Regions from separate parts of the Rattus norvegicus genome. Here region 1 is linked to region 2. Evidence: chromatin contacts called from public HiChIP or PLAC-seq data. All regions are on one chromosome and are shown on one strand. The core of a region is the stretch at or near the end of the contact, and the rest is flanking DNA. Distances in the headings are between cores, read along the strand shown. Region 1 has its middle 120 kb from the start of Tmsb4x. Region 2 holds the start of Tmsb4x (thymosin beta 4, X-linked).

Region 1 (3,710 bases), core at 434-2,933, 120 kb before region 2:
ACAAAATAGTCAAGTATAAGTTTATGGGATAACATAAATCATCAATGGCTTAATTGTAGTGAAACTTACAGACTATGTCTGGAGCTCTGACCTCATAGAACTGTACACATAAAAAGATGAATTATACATCATTAAATAGGTCATGAACAATAAAAATTATGATTCTATCTACACAAAAGGCATTTGTACTGATTTGCTCACCATTCTGAAATGAAGACTTAATTGTGTTATTGCGACGACAGTAATAAGGATGGTTCCATAAACACATATACCAGGGAAAGAAGCCAGCCCTCCAGGACTGTAGTGGCCTCTGAGCACAGGTTCCAGTGGTGCCTACACTAAACTTCAGAATAAAGGAAGCTCAGTCTTGGCTGCAGCTCAGTTACTGGAGTGCTTGCCTGCAAGCACAAAGCCCTGGGTCCTATGCCCAATATCACATAAGCTGGGCTTGCAGATATGTGCCTATAATTTCATCACTTGGGAGGTAGAGGCAGTAAGGTCAGAAGTCCAATGTTATCATTGGCCTATTGAGTTCTAGGTCAGCCTGGTACATAAGGAAAATACAGAGAGAGAGAGAGAGAGAGAGAGAGAGAGAGAGAGAGAGAGAGAGACCTTTGCTAGATCCCGTGCTTATGTCTTTAGCCACATGCTTTTTAGAGTAAGAAGTGAGCAGAAAGTTGTGACATTTCGACTAATAGATGTATTGAAAGTTGAGTTGAAGAAAAGCAATTATGAGTAACTTAGGACCAATTGCCAGGGTATTGTTCTCCAACTCTAGAGAAAAAACATGAATTTGATTTCAAAGCCAGTTCCAGAACAAGACATTCATCAAGCTCTCAAATGGCAGAGGAAGGGCTGGGGTAAGTCAGTGGTATATCAAGTGCTTGGCCATTGTGAGACCCTGAGTTCCATGCCCAGCAAGAGCAGCACCAAAAAAGAAGAATGTTGTTGTTTTCATAAAAAATAACTATTTACCCAGCAGGGCAACAATGGAAAAAAAATAAATGTTTAAAAAATATAGAAAGAAAAAGATACTGAATTACGCTACTGTTACTGACTTCCTGAATTGGAGTACCAAACCCATTTCCTGACTGGGCGAGACTATTGGTATCACCTAGATCTGGCCAACCCCTTCCCTGAGCGGGAAGCAAGGAACAAAGGAGAGTGTGAGGAGGATTTTAGGGAGACTCAGTCAAGGGTGAGTTAAGTTTGGAGGCACCTAGATCTGCACCTGCCCTCCCCCTGCCAGTGTCATACCCTCAAACCCAGTAAGAAAGGATTAGAATATGTCTCAGAGAAACAAGCCGTCTTCACCTAGGAGTAAAATGTACTGCCCAGAAAAAGATCCATTTTAAGAGAAGAAATAGCAAGATGGAATAACCTGGACACAAAGGCAGAACGAGACAGAATGAACTTATTTGCATAAGGAATGCTGCTCTCCTGAATGGTGGCTGCTGTCAAGTCCACCTTGTGGATAGACTAACGTGGACATTCCTTGTTCCTTAGAGCGGTGACAACACTATTACACTCCTTAAAATACCTTCTCCTTCTCTGGTTGCTTTCACAAAGCTTCTTGGGATTTCTAGAATTCAGTGGCACTCCAGAGGGGAGCAGCCAGCACGGAGGAATTCACTTTTGAAGGGAGCTGGCAGCAAGACGAGTGGGAGGGGCTGTTCGTTTTGTGCCTGGTCTGTAACAGAGCTGTCCCTTAACAGGAGATGAGACTTCTTCAGATCTCTCTGCCTGCCCTCAGCCCACATAATCCACATACTTCTCGCTGCCTGCAGATTGCATTTCAGCTGCTACCTCGTCACCAAGCAAAGGTTCCTCTTCAAATATTTGCTTTCAGAGATTCTGTCTGTGTCAGCACCGCCCCAGAACCAGGAAAGACCAGCTTAAAAGATACAGCCGGGTACAAAGTTATGTTAAGCACGTGCTTCTTATGGACATGTGTCTGTTCAGTTCTTTCTGCCTCCATGTCCTTCCAACATTCAACGTTGCTGGTTTACTCAGCCATACACCTGGCACAGGAAATGGCTTCTGTTTCTTTAAGCAACTAAGGACTGCCGAGGTAGCTCTATGGGCAAAAGGCTTGCCATACAAACATGGGAACATGCACTGGGATACACACAAAAAGCCAGGCACATCTGTAATCCCAGTGCATCTACATAGTTGTAAGAGAAAGACAGGAAATTTCCCCGGAGCTCACAGGTCAGCTCATCTGAAATACACAGTGATAAAGAACCCTGACTCGAACAAGGAAGAAAACAAGGACTGAGACTCGAGGTTGGTCTCCAACCTCCACATGAGCCTCATGACACATGTACAAGTGCATGCAACACACATAGGTGTCTTTTAAAATGTTAACAGTTGGATTGGATTGATGGCTCAGAGGTTAAGAGCACTGACTACTCTTCCTGATGGTGCTGAGTTCAATTCCCACCAAGCACAAAGTGAGTAGCTCATAACCAACTATAATGGGATCTGGTGCCCTCTTCTGCTGTGTCTGAAGACAGTGACAGTTTACTGACATATATAAAATAAATAAAAATTTAAAAAAGAATTGATTCCCACAAGTTTTCCTTATTAAAACAATGTTGAGTGCATCGTTAGGGCTAGGACTGGGGCTCAGTCAATGTAGCATGTTCAAATCCCTGAATTTTAGCCCTGGTACCACATAAAACCAAATACAGTGGTAAAGATTATTTTTCTGTAAGCCCAGCACTTAGGCAGTCGTGGTACAAGCTACAGAAGTTCAGGATTATCCTCAGCTCTTTTGGGGTACATGAGATCCTGCCTCAAAACGAATTCAATCAGTAAATGAGAAAAAGAGAAAGACTGCACAGTCTAATAACCGATGGGTGCATCTGTGCAACCACACTCCAGGTCAAACGGGATAGGAGAGTCTAGAGCTTTGAACCACATGATTGGCTAGATAGTCAGTCAGTGGGCACTGTTGATGGATAGAGGCACAGAAGAGGCAGGTGCCATATATTAGGGCAAAACAACGGAATTTTCCATTACCTTTCTCTGGACTTGTCTACAGCAAAATGTTTGCCCTTCAATGGCAATGGATCAATTAGGGACTCTGGAGGTGTCAAGGTAATTAGTCTCTTGGGGCTCCTGTAACAAATGACCACTGACTAATGATTTCTATGCTTTTTTTTTCTTTCCCAGTTCTGGGAAGAATAATTTTGAGACACCTTTAATCCCAGATTCGAGGCGAGGACCCAGTATCTCTAGGCCAAAATTAATGCGGCTTGGGCCACATGTCCCCAGGAAGCGCTAAGAGAATGTCCATGCCCTGTCTTCTTTCCAGATTCTGGTGCCCACATTCATTAGCTTGTGGCTTCCTCTAAGTTCTGTTGCTGTCACATTGCTGTCTTTCTTATGCCCATTCCGCAGCTCCCTCTTCTTCCTTTAAAACATGTATTTTATCTATTTGATTATTGGTTGGTTTGTGGTTTTTCGAGAGCAGGCTTCTCTGTGTAGCCCCGGCTGTCCTGCAACTCACACTATAGAGCAGGCCAGCTTCAAACTCAAAGATCCCCCTGCCTCTACATGGAATCTGGGATTAAAGGTGTCTGCCCCCACAGCTCAGTTTCTTCTTCCTTCTTATAAGAAGCTTTGCTAAGTATTTCGGGCCCTCTTAAGTATTGCAGAAAACTTTGTCTTAAGATCTTGAACTTCGGAGCTGGGGTTATAGCTCA
Region 2 (3,751 bases), core at 370-2,869:
CGGCGCTCGCCTCATTACGATTCGCCAGCTTGCTTCTCTTGTTCAATTGCTGTGGAAGAAAAAAAAAAGATGGAGGCTTAGAGCACCGTCTAAAATGACACGATGTTCATTTAAAAAAAATCTCTTTTCATCTTATAAAATTTCTAGAAGGATACATAGTAGCCACGCTGAGCAAGACATACTCAACCAAAGCAGTTACCCAATAAATGTATTTGCATAACAGAATAATAAATATTCCATTATTAAATCACTGAAGCCCGGCGCTTGTTGGCTGCAAAACAGTTTTTAATTAACCTTTGCAGGCCATATTCATCATCATCAACTGTCGGCTCCTCCCCCGAACCCCCCATCCTCCCCGCGGCCCCTCCCTTCCTCCTCCCGACTGCAGCTCCCGCTCTGCTCCCGCCCAGCCGGCTCTGAAAATGGGCGAGGGCGAACAGCTTACTTTCTTTTGAAGGCAGAGGATTTTTCTCTTGTGTTTCTGTCTTCTTCAACTTCGACTTATCGAATTTCTCGATCTCAGCCATATCGGGTTTGTCAGACATGGTTGCTGGAAGGAGCTGCAGGTACAAAACGAAGACCAAAGCTAAGAAAGAGGAACCCACCCTCGCCTCTCCCAGTTCTGAAAGCACCCCAAACGCGCGCGCCCGAAACCCCAAAGCCTAAAATCCTATTGCCTTGTTGACTCCTCGCTAAAGACCTTAGTCTTTCTATAGGAAAAAAAAATCTTCCCCCTTAATATTCTCAAAGTGAAGAATCAAAGAGTGAAGGTGGAAATACTCAAAGGTATTTCCGTAGAATAAAATTCATCATTGCGGAATCTTAACATTGTAGTGTTGAAAAATTAAAATTGGGATAGAACGAAGCCACTTCCAGTTTAAGAGGAAAAAGTCTAGTAAAATCTCTTAAAATAGAGCCAAGGTCGCAAAACGGGGCTGGCTCCCCAAAAGATACCAGGCGGTCCAGCTTTCTCCTCCTCACAAAGGCGAGGGAGCTGACGCCGCCAGCTGCCGACCACCGCCCTACTCGCTTCCTCTCCTCCTCCTGCCCAACAATGCAGCCTCGGCACACAAAGCTGCCTCCCCACTTCTCGCAAACGCATCTTGATCTGCATGCAGGGGCCATTTGACCGCCTTTGCATACATTCCTCTGCAAGGGCTTCCCAATTTTCACGCTAAAGGCCGGCCGGGTAGGTTAAACCTGCCACAGATAACAGCCCTCGAAGCCATCAGGCGTTTAAGGGGAATGCAGAGCGTTTGAACAAAGGATCTTTCTATTTCTGATTAATTACAGCCAGTTAAGTAAAGGAAAACACTTCGGAGAGAGGGTCGAGGAGAAAAAACCAATTCCCCTCTAAGCTGCGCAGCAGAATGCCCGATTTTTTTTGGGGGGGGGCTTTTTCTTATCATCGATTTCCCTTCCCGTTACTCAGATACCCCCTGCCCCGGTCCCCCGAAACAACCTTGCCTGGAAGTACCCCTTGGACTTCGCTTTAAGGATGAGGCAAGCGCCTCCGCCGGAGAGGCAGGGAAGGATAGAAGGAAGGGGCCCTGGGGCTCACCTGAGCGAGCTGGGCGAACAAGGAGAGACGATCTGCTCAGAGGCCGCTGCCGACTGTCGGGAGGGGCGCGGCGAGCGCCGTTTTATGCGCGCTCATATGCAAATGAGGTGATGTCACCCGCTGTCCCGCTTAACTCCTTCACGCCGCGTCTCCGGAAGGGCGTTCAGAGGCCTGTCGGACCCCCCCCCTCCCCAACCCCCACATCCCCATCCACCAGGGCCCTTGAACCACATCGATGGCGGAACTAGAAACGGAACAAACGCCTTCAAAATGCCCCTTCCCCCATTTGACGTCTATTTTATTATCCTGAACTTTTGCAATAGCCGCCCAAACCTGTTCTTAAGGATTAATGCGTGATAACTAAGGTCCCGAGTGGCACCTAAGGGGACAGACATTTTTTTACTTAGAAACCGGCTTTGTCTGCAGCCAACGCCCGCATCATAGGGTGCGGTGTCCCGCGTACAAGGGCTGGTGGGGTCTGATTCCTATGACTCAGCTTTCAGACCAGTGGACCGCATTCGCCCGCCCCACCCGGCCCTCTTTGTCTCCCTCGCTTGTCTTCCCCCTTAATATGAGAGGGTGATAAAGGAACCCTGGGTGGATTTTTAAAAGAAAAGTTTTAGCATTGCAGCATCTATATTGTTTGCTGTAATTTCTGTGAGCAATCGAGTTAACTAACATTTGCTAGGTGTAAGCTAATTGGGAGCTTTATGGAGAGCACAGCCTGCCCCTTAAAAATTAAATCAAATTCAACTTTTGCTGTTGACTGACAATAAGGAAGTTCATTTCTGTTTTATTTTCATCAATTAAAAGTGATTTCTAATGAAAGCCACGGATTCCCGAAGATCACAAGATCCTTTAGCTTTACTATCAGGATTGAAACAGAAGTGCGAGCTAGGTTTTGAGGGAAAGGTTTTCAGCAACACATGTGGACGATTCAGGTAGAGAGGTGCTGGTTTCAAAATGGCACCTGAGTCGGCGAGTACCAGGGACCTACTTGCTACTAAAAAGTAATTGCAGGTACCAAGCTTGTGCCTGCAAGTGGTAGGTGATAGGAAGAAGCTACGTAGGATATTAAAAAGCATCCTTGGGATTATTTCGGAGACATCGAGAACTATAAAACATTTCTTCTCCTTTTCTGTGCTCTGGAGGGATGTTTCCAGAAAGCCTTTGCTAAGCATTTTTTATGACAGAGGCTTTGCCTCTCTGGCAGTGAGTCAAGTGTTATAAGGACCCTAAACTGGTACTGCTGGGGCAGCTTGGACTTCCCCATTTCTTCATCTACTTCTCTTTTTACTTAGGAGGAAGGAGATGGGGGTAGGCAGGAGCAGGTGACCCATGTGGTTTCCCAGTTAATGCTCTACTTGGGAGACCGCCTTTCTGCCCTTTGCATGGGCCCTGGACCTGTTTGAGCGTGCATTAGATGTCACCTCTCGGGTAACACATCCCCTCTCTCCCCGTGTTCACTAGAAGGGAGTTTACTGCATTGTTGAAACACAGAACGGATCTTGCGGGATGCATTCCTGACCTCTTCTGCTTGGCCTCTGCAGTTACACTGACACCATTTTGGTGGGTCATTGGATTCCATGTCCCTTCACTCAGCTGTCCCTGCCTCTGTGTCTTCCTACGTCAAAGGAATGCCATAGCCTTGACCCTGGTTGCCTGTTTGCCTTAGGAAAGATGAGCCTTTACAGAAGTTATGCGGCCAGAGGAGATTGAAGAGTGGACTCTGTAAACATCTAGAGTTTTCTACTTTCATAACAATGTAGCAGGCAGATTATTTTAGCTGCTGACTGAAAAAGAACAGGCAGGCTGTAAGAGAGGAAGCAACTTGCCCGGGGAACTGAGGGTGATAGAGATAGAATGAAATGCAAATAAAAGGGACTGTCAAAGTGTTGGGCTTCTCTTGTCCATTATTCGTTTAACTCCTCTCTGGAAAGTGGACAATTGGTGTTAAGTAGTGGTAGGAATTGTGGAAAGATCAAGTTCTTGGGACCAAACTTCCAAAAGCGAGCATTTTGCCCTGTTCTTATTTAAAATAGAAAGTTGAGAAGAAAAGAATAAATGTTTTCGCATTTGCCATTAGCAAAAACCTCAAGTAATTTGTCATTGTGTCTCTATAAAGGGAAATGTATATATTTCTTTGTATATTTCTACATAATTAATATGTGAATATATTATTTCTCTAAT

What was found. HiChIP or PLAC-seq counts read pairs in DNA pulled down with a chosen protein or histone mark.
Region 1: an H3K27ac HiChIP or PLAC-seq map of oligodendrocytes shows a contact between it and region 2, with 8 times the contacts expected there. The contact joins the enhancer-like site here to the promoter of Tmsb4x in region 2. A contact is called at or near these places in 5 of 12 Hi-C or Micro-C datasets (frontal cortex, kidney, liver and 2 more) and 1 of 1 datasets of contacts at active chromatin or transcription factors (oligodendrocytes).

Annotation. Positions count from the first base shown.
Region 1 is chrX:30,878,309-30,882,018 of GRCr8, reverse strand. No RefSeq gene overlaps it. Among named protein-coding and RNA genes, the nearest start is that of Tmsb4x, 120 kb to the right of the region's middle. Within about 2 kb of position 1,683, at least 13 of the 93 cell types and tissues checked have an H3K27ac peak or open chromatin away from gene starts, as enhancers often do.
Region 2 is chrX:30,759,479-30,763,229 of GRCr8, reverse strand. It overlaps Tmsb4x (thymosin beta 4, X-linked), which reads right to left and starts at 1,619. Exons shown (of 3, transcript NM_031136.2): 1 at 1,562-1,619; 2 at 446-560; 3 at 1-49. The coding sequence starts at 545. The coding sequence ends at 15. It overlaps LOC134484016 (a long non-coding RNA gene), which reads right to left. Exons shown (of 4, transcript XR_010061311.1): 4 at 2,817-3,751.